Regions from separate parts of the Mus musculus genome. Here region 1 is linked to region 2. A link is a contact called in public Hi-C data. All regions are on one chromosome and are shown on one strand. Each heading gives the region's core, a stretch centred on a gene start, on an enhancer-like site or on the middle of the called end of the contact. The rest is flanking DNA. Distances are from core to core; before and after follow the strand shown.

Region 1 (5,637 bases), core at 1,995-4,494, 350 kb after region 2:
TGCTGGGATTAAAGGTTTGTGCCACCACCGTCTTATTATCTACACTTGACCAATTGTAGGTCTCTCTGCTAATTGGCATTAAGGATAAGAATAAGATTCTTTGATGAAAGTTGAGATAGGTATCTATCTACAGATATAAAGACAAGAACTTAGGGGTTAGTTTTGTAACTGTTCATTAGTTTTCCTTAGGGTCTATGATCCAGCCAGCCATCTTTTTTTTTTGGCCAATTAAGCATTTTAGAAATGAGTTTCATCTAATGGAGCAGATCTTATATTCCGTCCAAAAGTAATTGGTTACTATCATAATATTTGTGCCACTATTACACTAGTGGGCATATCTTGCTAGTGTAGTCATTCTTGTAGCTCACAGGGTTCACAGCTGGGTTAAACTCTTATTAACCTTTCTGTCCTAGTAACATACATGTGCATGTATTCATATATATATATATATATATATATATATATATATATATATATACATATATATACACATATATACATGTGTGTGTGTGCATATATAATATATGTATGCATTAGTAAGATTATACAGTAGTAAGTTTCCATATGGCATTTTCAAAGGTTTTCAGTCATCCTTCCCCATATTCTAGCCTCCAATCTGCCCTTCTATCCCCACCCCATTTAAACTTTCTTGTTTCAGAATGTGAGGGCAATCTCACTGCAATATCTGTAGTCCCATTGATCACTGTGGTTGATTCTGCAGATCTAGATGCCTAGGAAGTTCTCCTCTTCCTCCTTCACTGCTCCACGTGCACCTCTCCAGAAGTTGTAGACTTGGTCAGACAAGATGACCTTCCTCAATAGAGGAGAACCAGTCTTCCAGCAGGGGTGGACCAGTAGCTGTACCTCCTCCCTAGAACCTCCAAACAAGCCCTTAAGTTTTTATATTTTAATATATTAATGGTTATGACTCATTTTTTTATTTTAATGGACCTGAGCTTTATTGAGTGTGATATCCTTAGACAAATTCATCACTTTCTTTATATGTTTAATAAATGTAGCTTTTCATAAGTTAAGTTTTAATAAACATGGAGCTTAACTACTATAGCAACACACTTCCCAACTTGCTCCCTTTTTTTCTTTTCTTGTGTTGAATTAAGCAATTATACTTTTTCACATATGCAGAAATCTTCTGCAGGGAATAATATTGCAACTTACTTTGCCAATAACATTTATGTTGCAGCCATATGACAGGAAGTAATTTTAGTATATTTCCATAGGAATTGAGTTCATTTCTCTAAGGTTTCCACTGCATACATTGAATACACACGTAAGGATTCTATTGAAACTGAATGGTAGGGATGACGCTGAGACATACTTTTACACTATGTTCCTAATGCCATCTTCTTTTAAACTGTCCCTTTCATGGAGGAGATAATACAGGGATAGGGAAAGATGAAGGTAAAGGCAGATCATAAAATAAAGCATTCTTTTTCCACCTCTTAAAACATTTAAATATGAAGCAATGGTTTTCTAAGGAAGGTGGTGGTGTCACAGTGACTTAACTGGTTTATTGAAGTGCTCAGTAAAAATCATGGTCTTCCTACAGCCTTGGTAAATGACCGTGGAGCATCTAGACATGGACAGAGACATGTGCAAATGAAAACTGGAATAGTGCCAGTTGCCCCGAGTTAGGCTTAGAAAGTCACCATCTGAACCCTGGGGGAAAGATACCTTGATCAGTTTGTAACCAGTAGAAACTGGTCTAGTCCAATTTTGCAATACAGTTTGTAATTTAAAACCAATTGCGTTATCAACATTACTGCATTATACAAGTGACAGCCATTGTTAATCAGTTTGCACCCACACCTTCTACAACCTCTCAACAGAACATTCCAGAAACTCCTTCAAGTCAAGTAGAGTCAGCATGCGAGATGCCATTATTCTTCAGTCTATGCCCTAAATGATTGTTCAACACCTGCAATAGGTAATAGTAAGAAACCTAAGAGGATTTGTCAAGCCCTATGGGGCTTCCAAACTGTTTACTGACAAATGCCTTAATGCCCTCTTTGTGGCACCAGACCACTAAGATGACTGAGAAACTCCAAGAAGTGATTTCTATGAAACAACCCACACTTGAGTTTTAGTTGTAACTTGTTCATTCTTGAGACATGACATTGAGGTCTTTTAACATGAGCGACACTTGACAAAGGTGATGAAGAACACATTTAAGCTGTTTAGAGAAGAACAACTTCTGGAAAGCTTTCAGAGCAGTCTTCTGACTTAGTGTACCTTGTCACAGTGAAGACACTCAGAATTACCTCATGCCAGGACTTAGGAACACCCTGCCAGAAAAAAAACACTCTGTTAGGTTTTTTGACAAAGAATGCATAGATTTTTTTTATCTGAAATTTATGCATAATATTTGCATAGACGTATAGTATTATACACACTAATGATCAAATCAGGCTATCCAGTCTTTGCAGCTTTTTAAATATATTATCTTATTAAATATATTGAGAAGCTTAAATTCTCTTCTAGTCTTTTCAAATGTATAGCAAATGTTGCAGACTATGCCATACACTGACTGCTCATATCCAACAGAAGAAAGTTTGGAAAAATGCAGTTTATTTTTATTATTTATTTATTTATTTATTTGTCACTCTCCTGATAAATGTAAAACAAATATTCAATGTAAAAAAAAAACCCTCCAAAATAGAGGAAGAAAGTAAGTAGTGTTTTTTTGCATATCTATTTTAAATCAAAATAGTGTTTGCCCGAGTGACCCACTGTTACAGCCATTTCCTACTGTGGGGCCCATTTTTGCTTGTTGACTATAAAGTTTTTCTTTGAATTCTAGAAGTTTCTTTCTCATCAAACTGAATTATTCAAACTCTAAAACCATAAAAGCACAAACATGGACATTATTCTTAAAAGGGTTTGTTTTTTTTAACTTTCCATGAAAAACAAAGATAAATTCTTTTGTTTGGAATGTGGCCTGGAAACTTGAATCAGAACTAAGGAAATATCCAGATTTATCAGTCTGCAATGTTCTTTGCAGTGTCAGGGTCTTTGGTTGATTTTTTTTCTTTAGTTGCATATCTCTGCCCGATTCTCTCCTCTGCCTGTCCAGCTTCATCCATCCTACAATAAAATGGAATATTGTTTTAGGAATTTGTTGACTCAGAATTGCATCATCTAGCGCTAAGTGACAGCACAGAGCCTTCTTATCATTGGTTCTGACACAGATCATATTAGCTGCCGCTCTAGGTCAGAGTGGTTGCCACTGAGAATTCAGAGGTGGAGGATGAATAGCTTGTCTTCCTTGGCTTGTGGTATGAGTCCAGTCCGCATGACTGGCTTGCCTGCAGAGGATGGGATGTGAATTGTGTTTTCTGACGTCAATGAACCGCTCCCATGCTCTAGTGGAGAAGCATCTGGAAAGTTTCGTGCTTTCCTGTGCAATGTTGCTCAGGACTTGGTCCTTTCCCTCCACACAGTGAGAAAGAACTGTCTGCTACCTAGGCTTTGTGGGAGAGCTGACTTTTCTAGGTGGACCATGTTCTCATTAGTGTAGAGCTAGGAACTGTTTCATTTTAATTAAAGGTAATCCAGAACTGATGCACTTTCTAAGGAAGCAATGTGTCAATAAAACAACTTAGAAGGAGTAGAATGAGTGTCTCCCCTTGGCAATTGGAGAGCAGAGGCAGCAAACTGTGTGACCAGTGCAGCAGGTAGGACACTCCCACTAAGTTCTTCTTGCTGGTGTTTGGGTTTTGCTTTTTCCTTCTCACCAAAAACAAAGGAGGAATCTTTTGGGTAATATTTCCATGAGAGGCTCCAAAACCGTGAAATCCCAGATTCTAAAGAAAGAGCTGCCTACCTCCTACAGTTATGGTGACCCCCTAAAGTTTTTATCAGCCCCTTCTGGAAAGGCATCAAGTCCACCCACCTTGTTAAATAACTATTTATCTCCCTACTTGCGGTCTGTAATTATCATTCCATTTCTGGGGAACCAGGACTACATCCAGCTACAGACCCAGTTCAAAGTGAGGAGGAGGAGGAGGAGGAGGAGGAGGAGGAGGAGGAGGAGGAGGAGGAGGAACATAAAACTGCCCTATCTGGTTTGTCTTCCTTCCTTCCTTCCTTCCTTCCTTCCTTCCTTCCTTCCTTCCTTCCTTCCTTCCTTTCTTTCTTTCTTTCTTTCTTTTTTCTTTCTTTCCTTCTCTCTCTCTCTCTCTCTCTCTCTCTCTCTCTCTCTCTCTCTCTCTTTTTCTTTTCTTTCTTTTTTTTCCAGTAAGCAATGAAGGAACTAAGAGCGTACACACATTCTTCTTGTCTTGGATCAACAAAGGAGTCATGCCAAATGTCAGATTAAATATTCCGCAGCTGAAGTGTTTGCACAACTTTTTGGTGGCTACCATTTAAAGAAACAAAACCAGCGATGGGCCTTTAAAAAAAAAATCACCCTTCCTTTGACATGCTCACAGTGTTCTGCCAGCAGTTGCTCCAAGCTGGAAGGCCAGGCCCTGCATATCTTGTCAATGGACCATGTGTGCCAGCTGGCAAGCATAGACTTGGGTATCCGTTCCTACAGGGGCATGAAGCCCCACTGTGTGCCTCACAGGCCACAACTGTATTGCTGTCTTCTTTCACCCATGACTGTGTTGGCTGAGGAGCTGGCCATTTAAATACAGAAGGAATTTCCTGATTCTTCAAGTATCTGTCATGTTTCAACAATGAGGTTGCACTCTCTGAGCTGCGTGTCTTTTCAGTTTGGGTTGGCTCTGTGGGACTGCTGGGGAAACCAGAGACAGATCTTTTATTGAAACAAAATAATAAGTCTGAACAAATCAGCCTTGTTATCTTTGGCTCTGGTGAGAGGTATATTCTTTTCAGCTTTATATTTCTACAGGATTGCTCAAGAGGCAATGTTTCCCCTTGCCAGGTTATGTGAGGGACAGAAGAGAACAGAAGGAGCCGGAATGCTTGGAGAAATGAGCGTTTTCCTGCATTTTCCAAATTACCTTTCCTTCTAGTCTGAGGCAGTCAGTGTTCCTCCCTCATTTCTCTTATAAGAAAAGAGAAGGGCAGGGCATCTCTCACCTGGCCAACATTGCGTGGTGGCAGTGTAGCTGTGAAGAATGACATTGGCCACTCACTCTCTATGATTTCAGGCAAGTTACTTCACCCCTCCACTCTAATTTAACTCCTTTACAAGAATGGAAATGGCAACAGGAATTGTTTGCTGATATTGACATAGAATCTGGAGTGTGTGAAGTGAGCTTAGGAGTAAAAGACAAGCCAGGTCAACTTCCAGCGACCGTGTAGACTGAAACCAAATGCCAGTCTTCTCTCAGCAGATACTGAGGGCTCTTCACTCTTCCGGAAGTCACTATCTTTCCCTGCATCCTCCATGGCAAGGTTGGAGGCAAGCAGAGACTCCAAAGAGATGTAGTTGTGTGTTCTTTTATTTCAATGTGCTTTTCCGGACTAGAGAGATGGCTCAGTTGTTAAGGATGCTTAGTCCATCACAGAGTACAGAGTTCAGTTCTCCGTACCTACCTAGGATGGCTTACACTACCAGAAAATTTAAATATATGCGATGCGATGTTCTCTTTAGCCTCCCTGGGTACCTGGAGACATGTGGTGCATATAACTTCACACCTACACACAGAT
Region 2 (6,056 bases), core at 1,442-3,941:
AGAGGAGAGGCTCTGCTTCCTGCCAGTGGTGGCACTGAGTGGTCTATCTGGAGTAGTGTTACAGAGTTTTCCCTGGTGATGTGGATTTGAGAGAGCTGACAGGCTGACCAGCTCATACCACCTAGACCCAGGTCCATGGCTTTCTGTTGGTTCAACCCAAAATCTACATCATCTTTCAACCGTTGGAGCACATGAAAGGTCAAGTTCTGCTGATCCAAAGCTACCGATCTCCATGACACAGATCAATGATTTGATAACTGGGAGGAGTCTAGGTGAGGATCCAATATTGACTGTGTGACAGAAGCCAAGAGAGGTTGCGTGGGGGTTGGGGAGGGCAGATACAAGGAGATGGGGAAATGAGTGGGACTAGGGTATATGATGTGAAACTCATAAAGAATAAAAAGTAAAAATAAAATAAATGGCCTTTATATACTTTTCAAGACTTGTGGTACATATGCCTCAGTTGATTTTGAATCATGGATTTTGGTAACAATGACATATCAATGTAGAGTTATAGATTGTGCTACTGTAGTGTAGGAGGAATGTTGATAATGGGAGAGTAGATCTGTGATGTTTCTCCCCAGTGATGACTTGAGAGCCCCTATTCTCCTTCACAATTATACCTACCCCTACCCCTCAGAGAGAGTGTTCTGCTCTGTAGATGGTCAGAGAACACATTCCCTTCCTACCACTTTCTACTCCCTTCATGCTCAGAATGGCAGCTCACTTCCTGGGTGTTGAGGTTTGTTCTGTTATTATTATGTATTGTGATGCTAAATACTGACTCAAGTTGCTGACTCAAGTTGCTTCCGAGATGAGAAGATCCTCATGTACACCAAGTGATGCTATGTAACCTTACCCCTAAGTTATCCCAGATTGGTCAATAAAGATGCCTACAGCCTATAGATGGACAGAAAAGAGGTAGACAGGGATTCAGTTACCAGGTTTGGAATCTGAATGGAGGCCATGAGGGGAGCACAGGGAGATGAAGAGAGAAGATGCTATGGGGTAGATGGATCATGAGAATATGGCCATAATGGTTGGCCAGTTGGAGTAAAAGAGGCCCAGGTAGAACATGGCAAGTCATATGTCAGGGGTATTGGAAGGGAAGTAGACAAAAGAGCATAGAGGGTTGATATCTGCCCAGCTCTAATGTAAATATAAAGGTTTTGTGGTTTTTACCTGGAAACTGAATGAGCCAAGGTGGGCTAGAAACTCAGACTAATTTTTACCACTACACCTGGGGTCTGAAGGAAGAGGCCCCTCTGTTGTGCCTCTGGGGATTTCACCCTCTGCATCAGAGTGAAAAGATTCTCTCAACAGTCATGTTCACTTGCATCAGAATGTGACTTCAAGAACAGAATCTTTACTGAGTACATTTACATAAGATGCTATATTGGCTCAAGACACTGCTATTGTCCTTATGAAAAGAGGAAAGGACAGAAACACAGACAAGAGACACAAAGACAAAACAAACAACAACATCCCACGTGAAGATGGGGCAGACATTACAGTGAGGCAGACTCAACCCTGGTCAGCCAACGGTTGCTGACAAATACCAGAGACCAGAAGAAGCCTCCAGAAGGAACACGGTATGGCTGACTGCTCTTGTAGCTGGGCTTGGTGCCTCCCAAGCAGTGATAGAATAAATTCTGCCATTTAATGCTATCGGGTACATGGGGCTTTGTTTTCAAAGCGCTACCAAAGGCAAAGACAAATTTTAGTACCCGGAGGGACTTTATGTTTATCGTTGCAATCCTGTATCTTCAATTTTCCTTCTTGAGACCTTTTATTTCTGTGATCATTCTGCATTTCACTTCACCTACCCTTGCCTTCATTTGAGAACCAGACCAAGTACAGATACACCAGACAAAGCTTTACCAATTTGCCAATATGCTGTATCCCCACCCTGTGTTAGTCCATTCTTACTCAGCTTAAGCTCTTAAGTAACTATATCACATGCATCCATAGCAGCTTGGGGATGGCTATTCTAGGCTTTCCTTAGTTTAGCAGGCTAACCCATCTGATCCCTTCATGTTGCCTCTACCCAGACAACCCCTACTCCAAGTCTTTATTCTGTTATTTTCCTCTTGACATCTAGAGCCCCTTGGGAAACCCTTCTCTCTGCTCCAATGAAGTCAGTTGAGCTTTTAAAGAGCAAAACCAGTCCTTTCTCCTGTGGGAATATTTTCCCATCATTTCCCCAAAACATTTATAATTTTGTTTTCCTTAGCTCCTTTTTTTTGCTGTGTAACAACCACCACACTTACATCTTTGCATTCACTAATGATCATGTGACATTTTTCACCCTCCGTGACGTGATTTTTATGATGTTTAGTACCAAAGACGATGCCTTTACCCTTCTTTATATGGTCTCACGAGTACTGAGCCCAGCGATAAGAACCCATTAAGACTTAACTAAATTCATGTCTGAAAATGACAGAGCAGTCATGGGTTACTCAGCACAGATAGCCAGTGGTTTTCAGTGGGAGACAATGTATCCAATCAGCCAGAATTCTCCAAGGAGGTCACTAAGCATGTGGACATAATTTCTCTAACCTTTCAAAAACGTCTTGACAAACGTCCACACCAGAGGTTATTTAAAAATAAAAATGAGTCACAATGAGATTGTGGGGAATGTTTTGTCATGGTTAGGAAGCTGGCTTTGGGCTCGGAAACAGCCCAAACCAACTGCTCTTGTAACAGATTCCATATGTTCGCAACCTTCTGCCTGAAGAAGAGAGGGCTACTTTCTAAATGGGAAGTTCATACGTGGGGGGAACCCCCAAAAGATACACAACTCAGTTTTTATTAGCATGTTTCGAAAGAGAGAACTTGTCAAATCATCCCCGGAATGCCAAGTCAAGAGCGACCTTGACATTGGCCTGGGCCATCTTTGGGAGGATACATGTCATCAGAGAAGTGACTGATGAGCCTGGACACTGGCAGTGGTTAGAGAGCATGAGAGAAGACTCATCAGTGTGACTCAGAAGGTGAGGAGTTCCGAGGTAGCCACTGGGCAAGGGACCCAGGCACTCAGTTATCAGCCACAATGTTAAAATACTTGATAAACAACTTGATAAACACATCTTTAGAAGAAAGGCTAGAGGCTGCCCGGACCATGAAGTAAGACTTGCCTCAGCAGCTCCAGTCGCTTCCCAGTTCTCCTTGGAAATTCAGTTAAAGCTGGAAGTTACCATTACAAAACTATTAACTGCAGTTAACACCCCCACACCTCCAGCTATTGGCGGTTAATCTATCACATGTTTTGGTTTTTCATTGCATCTTAAGAAGTATTAGCATTCCAAATGGACTGCTACTTGGGAAAGGGTGGGTGTGGGTTGGGGGGAGTTCATATTAGAAAGGCTGCCCATTGCTGTGGGGAGAAAAGTAGTCTTGGAAAGAAGAGAACATGAACACAACCCACATGATCATAGGTCATAGGAGAAAAGCCTAACAGGTCTCTGAAGAAAACAAAATGGCTTCTAGATCCGTTCTGAGAGTGTGCGCTAATACAGGGTTCCTGGGATCACCAATCCTCTGTAAACAGGGCTGGCAGTCAAGGTATGGACAGCTGTGGGTGGTGTGGTGCAACCTTTCAGTTGTATATTTTACAACTGCATGTTTCAAGTCTGGAAACTTCGGTAACAAGCAATCACAGCGAATGTGTGAATTTCAACCTCTACCCTTTCATCTTCCTCTAAAAAGGGGGATTTAAACAGACACGGAGTAGGTGCAAAGCTAGTCTCATTTTAGGTGTCAGCCCATCTGCTTGGGAAACCAAGATTAGAACAGTTCACAGGAAAATCATGTATTGAATTAAGCAGATAACAGTGATTCTCTGGTTTAGCAACCCAAATACATAAAGCAGAGACATGCAGGATTTAACCCAAACAAAGATTACTCTGAAAGGAAATGCAGATCTTATTTCATGTACACACACACACACACACACACACACACATATATATATATATATATATACATATATATATATATGCATGTGTATACATGTGGGTATACATATGTATGTACATATTTGATATGTGTATGTGTGTGCATATGTATGTATGTATATATATATATGTATGTATACACACATGTACACACACATATATTTAAGCCTCACATTTCCCTTTTAGACAGCTTACCAATACATTATTTGTATGGACAAAAGTTGTGTAGGATGAAAGAAGCCAAATCTGCAGTGAGGAGTGCAAAATTTTTTGCCCTTCCCAAATTTTAAGCCCCAGGGATAAAGGAGAAACTGGATGCCAGATCTGCGGAATAAGGTATAGGGACAAGATACAGAGGACTGTATGGAACACGTCAATGACTTGACTTTCTGGAGCCAGCAGAAATGAATTTTCCTCAAGGACCATGAGCAGATACGCTAAAGGAGCCATGATGTTAGAAAGAGTCATCTTTTTGTAGTTGGGAGGAGTTGCCTTAGAAGTCCATACATTTTGGAAAGGAAGAGCTAGGAAATGGCTTCTCCAACAGAGGTACACTTTAACATTGTAAAACAGGTACAAAGCACAGTCTAAAAGTCTCCTGAGGATGCCTTGTTGGATAAGGCCTTGTCTCAGCTGTTCTGGGCCTTCATATGCAAGCCCTTGTAGGAGTGGTGGGAGCTTGTATATAGCAAGTCTTCATTGGTCTGTCCATCATGAACTTCTGCCCATTTCTATTCATTCTATGATAGCTGACTGACCTTCCCCTCTGACACAGTCATACTGTACCACAGTAGTTATATTTTGCAGGAGCTGGGTTTTGGAAGGGAGATAAAGGTTCCCAGGCCAAGAAGTGAGACGGGAAGTTTTCCAGTGAATTGGTAGCTCAGTGGCCAAGGTGTCTCCTAACACACAGCAAAGCCCTACATCCAAACCCTAGCACTGCAACAAAACAAATAAGAACAAAAGAGTTCCTGATACACATCTGCCTGTGGCACATTTGGCTAAGGATGATGCTAGCACTCAGGTTGGGGTGGTGCTAGAGGGAGCCTCTGGTTGTGTTAATAAGGCTGGAGACCATGCAGGAGCTGGAGGAATTTCAACTAGTGGGAGGCTGGAAGCCTGAAAAGACTCATGCTTGGTCTGTATTGTAGAAATATCACCAGAGGCACAGGGTATGGTACCGAGTAAACTATGGTGCCTGGTCAGTTCCTTCTTTAATCTCAACACTCCCACATCTTTCACTCTTCTCTATGAACTTCAGAAGCCCCCCTCTCAATTGCTACTGTCCTGTTTCTAAGTGGCAAGGGGGCTATGTGTGAACTCTGTTGAGTTCCTCACTACTCTTTCCATCAAAGCAAACATACAACCACCACCACCAAAATCCACAACCATGGCATTCTGGCCTCTTTCCCTTCTCATTAAAATTCTGGTTCCTTCCCACCCTAGAAGCTTAAGACAGTAAGACCTACAGAGCTATGGGGTCCCTCGTGTCTTAGCACTCTCCCCTTCTGTCCTCGATCCTTCTATTGAGCTACTAAGGCACATCCTTTCTCAGACCTCAGTGCTCATGGCTCCATTCTGGTTCTTCCACAGCTCAGTTGCTGGATATTTTCTACATTCACTGTCTTCCTTCTAAGTTACTTCTCAGTCAGTTTACATCTGGGTTTGCTCTGGTCAAGGTTCTACCAACTTCTGAATGGCTAAATCTAAAGAATACTTCCATTCCTTTTATTTGATATAGCTATGACATTTGTGTGTGTGTGTGTACATGTGTATGTGTGTGTGAGTGTGTGAATGTGTGTGTGTGTACTTGATTCATACTTATGAGCTTTTAAGTCACATTTCAATTAAATAATTTAGATTATTTACCTTAGGTGATTACTTAGGCTGTGTATAGTTACTTTCTGTTGTGATAAACATCATGACCAAGACAACTTGTATAAGAGGAAGAACAAGAAAGAGGAGAGGAGGAGGAGGAGGAAGATGAAGAAGAAGATGAAGAAGAAGAAGAAGAAGAAGAAGAAGAAGAGGAAGAGGAAGAGGAAGAGGAAGAGGAAGAGGAAGAGGAAGAAGGAGAAGGAGAAGGAGAAGGAGGAGAAG

What was found. A called contact is a pair of places that touch in the nucleus more often than the background predicts.
Region 1: a Hi-C map of adipose-derived mesenchymal stem cells shows a contact between it and region 2, with 4 times the contacts expected there. The contact joins two enhancer-like sites. A contact is called at or near these places in 1 of 15 datasets of contacts at CTCF or cohesin (the NIH/3T3 cell line), 2 of 484 Hi-C or Micro-C datasets (adipose-derived mesenchymal stem cells and uterus) and 1 of 115 datasets of contacts at active chromatin or transcription factors (the NIH/3T3 cell line).

Annotation. Positions count from the first base shown.
Region 1 is chr13:102,228,012-102,233,648 of GRCm38.p6, forward strand. No RefSeq gene overlaps it. Among named protein-coding and RNA genes, the nearest start is that of Gm36703, 120 kb to the right of the region's middle. Within about 2 kb of position 3,245, at least 82 of the 459 cell types and tissues checked have an H3K27ac peak or open chromatin away from gene starts, as enhancers often do. A contact at or near this core is called in the NIH/3T3 cell line, adipose-derived mesenchymal stem cells and uterus, where this site is marked.
Region 2 is chr13:101,877,085-101,883,140 of GRCm38.p6, forward strand. No RefSeq gene overlaps it. Among named protein-coding and RNA genes, the nearest start is that of Pik3r1, 110 kb to the left of the region's middle. Within about 2 kb of position 2,692, at least 41 of the 459 cell types and tissues checked have an H3K27ac peak or open chromatin away from gene starts, as enhancers often do. A contact at or near this core is called in the NIH/3T3 cell line, adipose-derived mesenchymal stem cells and uterus, where this site is marked.